2 separate regions of the Sus scrofa genome follow, and region 1 is linked to region 2. A link is a contact called in public HiChIP or PLAC-seq data. All regions are on one chromosome and are shown on one strand. Each heading gives the region's core, a stretch centred on a gene start, on an enhancer-like site or on the middle of the called end of the contact. The rest is flanking DNA. Distances are from core to core; before and after follow the strand shown. Region 1 overlaps CUBN (cubilin). Region 2 overlaps CUBN (cubilin).

The links. HiChIP or PLAC-seq counts read pairs in DNA pulled down with a chosen protein or histone mark.
Region 1: an H3K27ac HiChIP or PLAC-seq map of alveolar macrophages shows a contact between it and region 2. The contact joins two enhancer-like sites. A contact is called at or near these places in 1 of 47 Hi-C or Micro-C datasets (epiblast stem cells) and 1 of 2 datasets of contacts at active chromatin or transcription factors (alveolar macrophages).

Annotation. Positions count from the first base shown.
Region 1 is chr10:43,390,184-43,396,264 of Sscrofa11.1, reverse strand. CUBN (cubilin) reads left to right here. Exons shown (of 68, transcript XM_021064811.1): 9 at 1,096-1,227; 10 at 3,127-3,222; 11 at 5,846-5,964. Among named protein-coding and RNA genes, the nearest start is that of CUBN, 21 kb to the left of the region's middle. Within about 2 kb of position 3,529, at least 4 of the 83 cell types and tissues checked have an H3K27ac peak or open chromatin away from gene starts, as enhancers often do. A contact at or near this core is called in alveolar macrophages, where this site is marked.
Region 2 is chr10:43,260,618-43,266,612 of Sscrofa11.1, reverse strand. All of the region lies in intron 32 of CUBN (cubilin), which reads left to right. Among named protein-coding and RNA genes, the nearest start is that of CUBN, 150 kb to the left of the region's middle. Within about 2 kb of position 2,037, at least 13 of the 83 cell types and tissues checked have an H3K27ac peak or open chromatin away from gene starts, as enhancers often do. A contact at or near this core is called in alveolar macrophages, where this site is marked.

The sequences.
Region 1 (6,081 bases), core at 2,280-4,779, 130 kb before region 2:
CAAAATTTGGTATTTTTAATGAAAATATATATGGGGGAGTATTTAAGTATTTATTTACTTATGTATTTAAGTAAAATATATATGGTCTCCCTCAGTGGATTAAGGGTCTGGTGTAGCCATGAGTTGTGGTGTAGGTCACAGACGAGGCTCGGATCAGGCTTTGCTGTGGCTGTGGCGTAGGCTGGCAGCTATAGCTCCCATTCAACCCCTAGCCTAGAAACTTCCATATGCTGCAGGTGCAGCCATAAAAAAAGAAAAAAAAAATCTTTCAGTGCATGTGCACATATTATTTAAAACAGCTTGTAGCATCCAGTGGTATAGTTGGGTAGTAATATATTCGGCTACGCCCCTGTGGACCATTGAGAGTCCCCCCATGAGACAATGCTGCAGTAGACACCTGCTTACCTACATCTTTATGTGCTTTACGTGTTCACGGTTTTATCATTGTAGAATGAGGGTTTTTTTTTTTTTGGTCTTTTTTTCTTTTTAGGGCCATACCCACAGCATATGGAGGTTCCCAGGCTAGGGGTTGAATGGGAACTGTAGCTGCCTGTCTACACCACAGCCACAGTAACACCAGATCCAAACTGCATCTGCAACCTACACCACAGCTCACAGCAATGCTGGATCTTTAACCCACTGAGCGAGGCCAGGAATTGAGCCTGCATCCTCATGGATGCTAGTCGGGTTCGCTAACCGCTAAGCCATGATGGGAACTCCTCATTATAAAATAAGTTTTAATAGGTGGACTTGTTTGTCCAAAGATTATGTACTTTAAACATTTTAATGAACACTGCTAGATTGCTTTCCTAATAGGTTTGGTTAATTTAACTTCTAACAGCGTATAAGACTACCCCATAAGCCCACCTCTTTGCTGGAATTGGCTTAAAAGTATTTAAAACAATTTTTTTTCCCATATATCTCATTTTGATCTGTGGTTCCCTATGCAGTTAAGCAGATTGTAAATGTTCTTGACTATTTTCATTTCTTCTTTGTTCACTTGTCTATAGAACTTTTTTTTAAAGTATAATTGATTTATACTGTTCCTTCAATTTCTGTTGTAGCACTAACTTTTTAAATCTTCTGTTTTTCTAGGCTGGCAAGGAAATGGATACATTTGTGAAGATATCAATGAATGTGAGATAAATAATGGCGGTTGTTCTGTGGCTCCACCTGTTGAGTGTGTCAACACACCTGGATCTTACTACTGTCCTTCCTGTCCACCAGGTGCCACACCAAATATCCTGATACCAAAACAGGAAGAAAAAAAAGGCCATACATTGGAAAACAGGATCTTGGGTTCTATTTAAAATAAGGCTGGAGTTCCCACGGTGGTGCAGTGGGTTAAGAATCCAGCTATGAGGGTTCCCGTCGTGGCACAGCGGGAACGAATGTGACTAGGAATCATGAGGTTTTGGGTTCGATCCCTGGCCTCGCTCAGCGGGTTAAGGATCCAGCGTTGCTGTGAGCTGTGGTGTAGGTCACAGACACAACTCAGATCTGGCGTTGCTGTCGGCCAGCAGCAACAGCTCTGTTTAGACCCCTAGCCTGGGAATCTCCCCATGTTGCAGGTGTGTGCCTAAAAAGACAAAAGACAAAAAAAAAAAAAAAAGGAATCCAGCTACAGTGGCTCAGATCACTATAGAGGTGTGGGTTCAATCCCCAGCCTGGCACAGTGTGTTAAAAGATCCAGCATTGCCGCAGCTGCAGCATAGGTTACAGCTGCAGTTGGGATTTAGTCCCTAGGCCAGGAACTTCCATATGCCATGGCTACAACCATTCGAAAAATCTGTCTATGACTTATGTCTAAGGAGACAAATGAAACAGTGCAAAAAGTTTTACTTAACATGTGGATCCGGGCACATTAGAACAGCTATGTTATAAGAAAGAAATAAAACATATTTTGAATATCAATGGAAAAAAATAAGCCTTTACAAACTGTGAAGTAGCTTATTGAGATAATGCAGAATTTGGCAGATTTCCTCTGTGGGTCACTTACCTATTGTTCCCACAAATCATTTATTAACATACTGAACTATGAGAAGTTTTCTATATAAAGTTACTATATAACAGATATAATCTTAGGCATATCATACATGTGAGTTTCCCTTCTGTTTTGGAAAGAAATCATGATTGCTATTCTGTAATCTAAATTGAGATCAGGGAGTTCTAAGGGGTAAATGAAACTCTATAGGTTTTATTAGCATGAAACAACAGTACTTTGGACTTCTACAATTATTTCGCTTCAAGATCTTCAAAGTCACTGTCATTAAAAATGTCACCTTCCTTAGTGTCAGCGCTTTCTAAGGTTCCCAGGAGTTTCAAGTATCTTTAAATTATTTGAATAACTTTTTAATTAATTTATTTATGCTTTTTAGGGCTGCATTTGTGGCGTATGGAAGTTCCTAGGCTAGGAGTTGAATCGGAGCTGCAGCCACAGGCCTACACCACAGCCACAACAATGCCACATACGAGCTGCCTCTGCAATTCTATCCCCACGGCGCACAGCAATGCTGGATCCTTAACCCACTGAGTGAGGCCAGGGATCAAACCTGCATCCTCATGGATACTAGTTGGTTTCTTAACCAGCTGAGCCACAATGGGGACTCCTAAATTTTTATTTTTGCCGTTAGAACCCACCCTGAATATTGTATCTGAAATCAGATTCCTAATTCTTGTCATCCATATCCTTAACAATGGAATACTATTTTTGACACTTTCTGTTTACATTTTCTGTTTGTTTGTTTGTTTTTTCTTTCTTTTTAGGGCCGTACCTGCGACATATGGAAGTTCTCAGGCTAGGGGTCAAATCAGAGCTGCTGCTGCAGACCTATGCCACAACCACAGCAAGGCCAGATCTGAGCCACATCTGGGACCTAATTACAGCTTGTGGCAACACTGGATCCTTAACCCATTGAGCAAGGCCAGGTATCGAACCTGTATCCTCCCTGATACTATGTTGCCTTCCTAACCCTCTGAGTGACCATGGGAACTCCAACATTTTCTGTTTTGATGACAGAAGATCTCTGGTTGGTCTGGTTCCTGATACTTGATACTTAGATTGGGATTCCTCTCCTTGCCTGTTCCTGACATTGTGTTTCATGCCCCTGCTCTTGCTGTGATCAGGCTACCAGGGTGATGGAAGAATGTGCACACTCATAGACCTCTGCTCGGTCAATAACGGAGGCTGCCACCCCCACGCGGCCTGCTCCTTGATTCTAGGTAATGACTCCTCTCTCCCTTGGGTTTGGGGAATTTTAATCTGACCTTCTGAAACAACTCAACATTTGAAAATCAAAATCCTCTATTTTCAAAATTCGCGCTTGGATCTTCAAACCCCAAAATAATCTGTGTTACAAAAGCCTCATTTGGATTTTTTGTGATGTCAAAGACTCTGCTCTTTTATGATCTGTTCTCATTTTTGCAGTTACTTCCCAAAATAAGTAAGCCAGCTGATAGATGCATGACTGCATTCCAGCAGGAAGGAGAAAAAGAGGAAGAACACGCCACTTCTCTTTAGGGACTCCCCTTTCTGTGCCTTTGCCAGAACTGAAAGTGGTGGTGAAGCCTGGCTGCAGGGAAGGCTTCGAAACAGTCTTTAATTCCCTCACCCTGGCCTACAGTTAACATAACGCATTCACAACTAAGGAAGGGAAAGTTGCCTCTGAGGTAAAAACCACCAGGGTCTGGAGTTCCTGTCGTGGCGCATCAGAAATGAATCTGACTAGGAACCATGAGGCTATGGGTTCGATCCCTGGCCTTGCTCAGTTGTGATCCAGGATCCAGCATTGCTGTGGCTGTGGTGTAGGCGGGCAGCTACAGCTCCGATTCGACCCCTAGCCTCGGAACTTCCATATGCCTCAGGTGCAGTTCTATAAAGGACAGAAAGACAGAAAAAAAAAAAAAAAAAAGCCAAAAAACCGACGGTCTGCAATGCTGCATTAAAGAAGCTTCATCCCCTATAATTTAAAAAATATATGTGTATTACTAAATTTTCTCCCAGAAATGTGTCCATTTATATACTCATTAGCAGTGTATGAAAATATAGATTTAGGGAGTTCTCTGATGGGCCAGCAGGTTGAGGCTCCTGTGTTCTCACCACTGTAGCTCTGGTCGCTGCTGTGCGGTATAGGTTCAATCCCTGGCCCAGGAATTCCCACATACTGCCTGTGTGGCAAAAAAGAAAGAAAAAAAGAGAGAGAGAGAGAACGTGAAATAAACATTGCAATTCTCATTAAAAAAAAAGAGAAAGAAATATACATTTACCCCACCCTTGACAATACTAGGGACTATTGTTGTTTTTCATTTTGGTCAATTTTATAAAGGCAAAAATTGCCTTCTCATTATTTTAATTTTGACTAAGTCAAAATTAATTTTTTGATTACTGATCATTAATAATGAATACTTTTCATATATTTACTGGCCATTAAAATTTTTTTTCATGTCCTTTGTTCATCTGCTTTCTTATTGATGTGTAAAATTTCATTTGTACTATGAGGATATTATTTCATTATCTTTCTTATGTTTTACATGTATTTTTTTCTTGCCTGTTGTTTTTATTTTACTTTTGAGGTGGTGTTTTCTATTTAAAAGTTTAAGTTTTTTATATAGTCAAAAAGGTAAATCTTTTCTCCTCTTAGAGTTGGGCCTTCCCTACCAAACTCATTAAAAGTAGTTCAAGTGCGTGTTCTTTCCTACATTCATTTACTTTTAAGATTAAAATCTTGGATCTTTTTAGGATTTATTTTTATCCATAGCATCCAATAGAGACATAGTTTCATATTTTTGTCCAAATGGGTGGCCCCAATTCTATTTGTTGAATAATGTATATCCTTATTTCAAAATACCACTTCTATTTTTACCAATTTGTCATATATATTGAATAATGTATATCCTTATTTCAAAATACCACTTTTATTTTTACCAATTTGTCATATATATATATGCACAGATGTGAAAGAATATATGTATGTATATTTGTATGACTGTTCATTATTTTTTAATTTTTTAAATGGTTTTTATTTTTTCCATTATAGTTGGTTTAAATGTATGACTATTTAAATGCTAAATGATTAACAGTGCACTGAAGTGGTTAGAGGCATGAATTTTAGAAAAAGACTGGATTTTAATTTTTCCCTTGGCTATACCATATTGTAGCTATTTGTTCCTGATTAAGGCACTTAATCTCCCTGTGCTTTGTCTTCATATGTAAATGGGGATTGTAATAGTACCTATTTAGGGAGTTCCAGTTGTGGCTCAGCAGAAACAGACCCACCTAGTATCCATGAGGTTGCAGGTTCAATCCCTGGCCTCACTCAGTGGGTTAAGGATCTGGTGTTGCTGTGGCCGTGGTGTAGGCCAGCAGCTGCAGCTCCAGTTCAACCCCTAGCCTGGGAACTTCCACATGCCATGGGTGTGGCCCTAAAAAGCAAAGTAATAATATTAAAAATAATACCTATTTTTAGGGTTCTTGAGAAGATTAAGCTAGTCAGTGCAGAGTGCTGGCAACAGATACCATTATCCTAAGCATACACGCCTCTGCTGCCAACCCTCTGTAATAAGAAACCCCACATTTGTGCATGACTCAAGGTCATGACCTATGGGCTGATAGCACCCGTGTCAGGCTGTAAATAACTTATGAACAATGTGTAGTGTCTTTCTGATTTTTAAGAGGAAAACTAGAAAAATCAAGATGCTAGTATTTTCTCCTCATGCCTTGTCTCATCTGTGCCTGGGAATATGTAGATTTTGGCGATTCCTGGTCTAGACAGCAGAGCCTGAGTTTTGTCAGTGGGTCTGAGTGGAGGAGATGTGTATTTATCCTTCTGTTTTCATATCTGCTCAGGTTCTTTGCCCCTCTGCACGTGTCTCCCTGGATATACCGGAAATGGTTATGGGCTCCATGGATGTGTGCCCCTCAGTAACGTTTGCCTCACTCGCCCCTGTTTACACGGACAATGCATGGTGAGTCCTTCCTTCTTCCTGAGGACATTGAGTGCTAGGGAATAATTTTAGTTTAGCTTCTGTGAAATATGTTTCCTATGGTTTATGAATTTTAAATGATTCCAGCTTCATAAGGAA
Region 2 (5,995 bases), core at 788-3,287:
AAAGATATCCATACGTGTGAAGAAACAATGCAACGTAAATGAGATACAACATGAATAGCAGACAATGAAAACAAACACATTAATGGGCCAGGTGCTAAAATTACCAAGCACAGGTTAGTAAACAACTGTGGTTACGAAACTTCTGGAAATAAAAGTCAAACTTAAAACTTTCAGCAAGGGCTGCATATTATAAAAAGTGATATTGAAAATATTTTTTAAAAAACAACTGAGAAGTTCCCGTCATGGCTCAGTGGTTAATGAATACAACTAGGAACCATGAGGTTTCGGGTTCGATACCTGACTTTGCTCAATGGGTTGAGGATCTGGTGTTGCTGTGAGCTGCGGTGTAGGTCTCAGATGACACTTGGACCCAGCATTGCTGTGTCTCTAGTGTAGGCGGGTGGCTACAGCTCCAATCGGACCCCTAGCCTGGGAAACTCCATATGCGGCGGGTACAGCCCTAGAAAAGACAAAGAGACAAAAAAAAAAAACAAACCTGAAAACTTTGAAACTGGATGGATATAAAAGCTAAAATTAAGATCTCAGTGAAGGTTTTCTTTCTGGTATATTAGACAAATTAGACAGAGATGAAGAGAAAATGAGTGAAATGGAAGATATCAGAAAAATCTATCTGGAAAAAAAAAACCTGTATAAACAAAAGGATGAAAAATACGGGTGAGAGGTTAAGGCATGTAGAAGACATACATAAAATATGTAACATGCAGGAGTTCCTGTCGTGGCGCATCGGAAACGAATCTGACTAGGAACCATGAGGTTGCAGGTTCCATCTCTGGCCTCGCTCAGTGGGTTAAGGATCTGGCATTGCCGTGAGCTATGGTGTAGGTCTCAGGATCAGCTCAGATCTGGTGTTGCTGTGACTGTGGCACAGACCAGCAGCTGTAGCTCAGATTTGACCCCTAGCCTGGGAACTCCATATGCTGCAGGTACCGCCCTAAAAAGCAAAAAAAAAAAAAAAAAAAAAAAAAAAAAAAGATGTAACATGCATTTACTGGAATTCCAGAAGGAAGAATGAAATAAATGGAGTTGAAGAGATAAAGATTAGGACTTCCAAAACTAATGAAAGGCATCAACTTAAGAATCCTAAGGAACCCAAACAGCCAAGCAGGATAAATGAAAAGACATACTTATCTAAAAAAAAAAAAACTAGAGATAAAGGAAAAATATTACAGTCAGCCAAGGGAGTAGGTAAGTGGGAAATTATCTTTTAGGAAGTGGTGGAGTGAATGCTGACTTTTCAACAATGACAATTGGGAGGAGAAAAGACAGTGAGATGGTATCTTAAATTTCAAACAAGAAAATAACTTCCAATCAGGAACTCTGTACTCTCCTAAAAAAGCTTTTCAACATGAAGGTGAAATAAAGCATTGAAACAGTAGAAGTGGGAGTTTCCACCATGGCTCAGCAGAAACAAATCTGACTAACATCCATGAGGATGCTGGTTCGATCCTTGGCCTCACTCAGTGGGCTAAGGAGTTGTGGTATAGGTCACGGACATGGCTCAAGTCTGGCATTGCTGTGGCTCTGGCATAGGCCGGCAGCTACAGCTCTGATTTGACCTCTAGCCTGGGAACCTCCATATGCTGCGGGTGCAGCCCTAAAAGCACCAAAAGAAAAAAGAAAAAAAGAAAAGAAACACTAGAAGTGCCTTCAAGAAAAGTCGAATGGGCCAGAGACAACCTGTCTACCTTATCATTTGGCCTGTGGTGGGCATTTCTGCACCACTTTCCCCCTCCCCTAGACTGTACGGTTCCAGTTCCAGTTTCTTCTCGTTGGTAAAGTCTGTAATCCACAGAATTCAACATTCGTAAAAGGTGTGTGAACAAAACAAAGCTTCAGTCGAAGGCACACCCAGCATGGCTGCCTTATTTCCGTCCCGCGGTCATGAGTAGGATTTTCCACCTGCATGAGATACAAATACACAGACTGGGTTTTCTAGCAACCACTGCCCTATCTGAGCATGCAGCTGGGCTTGCCTTCACAAACTAGCGAGAGGAGACAGACAGGAGGAAGTGAAACCTCAACTATGAGCTGGTCAGAGACATGGAGATAAGAAAATAAACCCACATACAGGTGCTGGGAGGAGTCCAGTCCGGCAGATAGAGTGAAATCAAAATGTAATCATCCCAACAGGTGGTCAGGATCAGGGTGTCCTGGATGAAGTAGTTGGGGTGTCCCCACCAAGGGGGAAGTAGACTATCAGAAGCAGATGTTGCCAAACCCTCGCGCCACGCTATGTTGTGAAAAACCACCCCAGCAGCATGGGACACCACAGTGCCGTGGTTAAGAAGCCCGGCTCTGCGGTGGGAGGGCCCCAGCATTGAGGCTGGATTTTGGCATTTTCTAGCTTTGTCATCTGGGAGAAGGCTAATTCTTCAGCTTCAGTTTCCTTAACTTGGAAATGGGGACAGTAGCAGTGTCTGTCTCCAATTTGTTGTTGGGATGTCTGAGATCATGCAGGGGACCTGCTTGTCACAGTCACACCTGCCATAGTCACAATGATGCTGATGGCAAGTGCTCTCAGGCAGACACGCTCAAGGCAGAGAGGTGGCATCCAATTCTAGGAGGAACAGTGGGTTTTGGGGCCACAGTCAAGGCTTCCCATCTGTGATCCTGGGCCTCCAGATCTTCTATGAAAGAAGACCTTTTTTTTTTTTTTTTTTTTTTTTTTACTTTTTAGGGCCACACTTGTGGCATATGGACGTTCCCAGGCTAGGGGTCGAATCAGAGCTTCATCTGCAGGCCTACACCACAGCCACAGCAACATCGGATCCAAGCCACGTCTGCAACCTTTGCAGCACCTTGCAGTAATGCCAGATCCTTAACTCAACAAGCGAGGCCAGGGATCGAACCCACATCTTCCTGGATCTTCACTGAGCCACAATGGGAACTCCAAGAAGACCTATTTATGACCCTTTCTCCTAGCACAGCACCAAATGTTTTGTGTACCTAGGACTCAAAAAACCTGAAATAATAATCATGAGGAAACAGGAAGGATTCATTTGGGCCTGGAAGCCAGGGAAGGTTTCACACAGAAGATGACACTGAAGTGGCAGAATTTCACTTGGAGAAATGTGACATGTCAACCAGGGGAGGTGGCTTTGCCGAAAGAGTAGGGTACGTTATGCACAGAGGTATGAGTACGCACAAACTTTGGGACTTGGAAGGGAGAGTGTTGTTCCTGGGTATAGCTGTGTTAGGGGAGCCCATGGAAACCAAGCATCTGTGGAAGACATCGGCATTGGACAAACCATGAAGAATTTGAAATTACCCTATAGCTAGTGATAAAAGTTTTCCATCCTAGACTCCAAACTGGATTTTATTTTATATTTTATTTTTTAATTATTATTATTTTTGAACAGCTGCCCCTGCAGCACATGGAAGTTCCTGGGTCAAATTGGAGCTGCAGTTGCAGGCCTATACCACAGCCACAGCAACACTGGATCTGAGCCATGTCTGTGAACTATGCTGCAACTTGCAGCAGCGCCAGGTCCTTAACCTCCTGAGCAAGGCCAGGGATGGAACCCGTATCCTCACAGAGACAAGGTCAGGTCCTTAACCCCTGAGCCCCAACGGAATCTCAAAACTGTGTTTTATAATACAAACAGGCAGCTGGGTGTGGACAGGGTTGATGGAAAAGGAAAAAGCGGTATAAATGCTGTTTGGGAAGCTACGGAGAAACCTTGGTGGAGAGAAAGGACTTTGGGGCAAACGAAGATGTTGGTCTAGTCACCACAACTTAGAGGCTAATTAGATGGTGTAGGGTGGGGTGGTTGATGGAAATGGAGAAATTAAGGCTATTGGCTTAAAGGATGGATGAATAATAATGCCACTAACTAAGTGAGTAAGTGGATCGATTCCCAGGTTGGGTTTGGAAATTTGAGTTTACAGGTCTACATGGTGTCCCTTATAGAGCTGGACAGGTGGATTCAGTGCTCAGGATGGGGTCTGAGCTGGACATATCCACGTGAGGATAATTTCTGTATATTCAGATGGTTGTTAAAACCACAGAATTTGATGCGATCACGTGTAGGAGCATCTTGTAGACAGAAAAGAGCCAAGTAGACTCCTAGGAAACACCGCCATGTTGGGCAAGATGGAGAAACAAAGGAACAGGAGACCGAGGATGGGACCCAAGGAGATGGGAAGAGAAGCAGAAGAGGGTGGCAGCATAGGCCAGGAGAGAAGATAATTTTAAGAGTGGGTGGGCAGAGGCAGAAACCCAGCAGAAGTCGCCTAGCCTCTAGGATGGACCAAAGCCCTTTGATTCAGTCTTTGATGACCTTGGAAGAATCAGGATCCCCGTGGGCAGTAGTGGGGGATTCCAGATCACAGTGGTTTGGGAGATGCAGGAGCATCTTAGCTTTCCCCAGAATTGGGGAAATGAATGTAGAGAGGGGTCAAGAGTCATGGCCTCTGATAAAGAAAGGCCAATGGAAAGCTGTTATTTCTTTTTTAGTGGTGAAGGCACTTGAGCATGTCAGAAAGGCAGGGTGCTGTGACAAAAGAGCAGCTGAGTGTGAGAGATGGGTGGAGCGAGGAATAAAGTCATGTTATCAGAGCAGAGACCGGAAGGAGGGCCTGCTTGGTCCCATGCATTTCACATATTCAGAATGAGAAATGTGAACGCATGATTTCTGATGGGCAAATTTATTTGTTTTGAAAACTGCCCAGATCATCTACAAGCACAGCCATTTTTGCTTGGACAGTTTGTAAATCACCGTAACAACGAGATGAAGAAATGTGAAAAAGGACCATTCAGAGACGTGGGGGTAGGGAGCTGCTAGATCAAATCTCCAAGTGGACCCAGTTCTGGGGACGGGAGGTCCGAGGAGGTTTGGAACCAGGCAGGCAATGTCCTGGCTGGGCTGGAAGTTTGGCTCCAAGTTCTAGTTAGCTGTCCAGGGGTTCGTGAAGGTAGGTATTAAGGCACCAACCCTCTCTCTTTATAGCTAGATGGACCCTGGATACGAAATATATCCCAAAGTCCAGTATCTTACATAATATCTCTGTGGTTTAATTTCACACAAAGACAATCATTCATTATGGAGACATTCAAGCTAGTATTATGGTCCTGCTACTTAGAGTCATTAGCAAAGAGAAAAATATTCAAGTCTCAATAATGCTGCCAGATGATGTTTGTGTTCATGGGATTTTTTAATAGAGCTCAAGTGTATTATTCAATCCCAAGGTAAATTACACTTGGAAGGGACCAGCAATCAGGTTTTTAAAACTCCTAGAACAGTTTGGATTGCCAAAAGTGGAAACATTCAATTTTAAAAGCCATTGTGTTGGAGTTCCCACTGTGGTTCAGCAGGTTAAGAACCCAACTAGTATCCCTGAGGACACGGTTCAATCCCTGACCTTGCACAGTGGGTTAAGGATCTGGCGTTGCCACAGGTTTCGGTGCAGGTTGCAGATATGCTGTGGCTGTGGCATAGGCTGGCACCTGCAGCTCTGATTCATCCCCTAACCTGGGAACTTCCATATGCCACAGTTGCAGCCCTAAACAGAAGAAAAAAGAGAAAAAAAAAAGCCATTGTGTTTATTGTCATAAACGCAAGGATACATAGAATATTAGGGTTGGAAGAGGAGAGATTAAAGATAATTTACTGTCATCTGCTTATTTGAAAAGAAGAAAATTGTGGTACAGACAGGTCAGAATCAAGACCAGGTAGAAATTAGCAGCAGGACCAGCCCTAAAATGCAAGCAAGCCTGAAGTAAGAATAAGTATTTTGGTAAAATAGAAAAAGTATAGTCTGTATGCAAGGGACTGAGTCACAGAAGAAAGGACAACTGAAAAAACAAGGAAGGGGATAAAACTCAGGTTATTTTGGGACCGTTTGGAACTCTCTTTCAGATGAACCCATACTTCATTTACTGATGTGGGGAAAAGCATTCGAATTTCAGACGTGAACGGTGAAGTGTTTGCTTCGCAGTCAGGTGGCCTGGGTTCCATCCTTCCTTTCAGTCTTT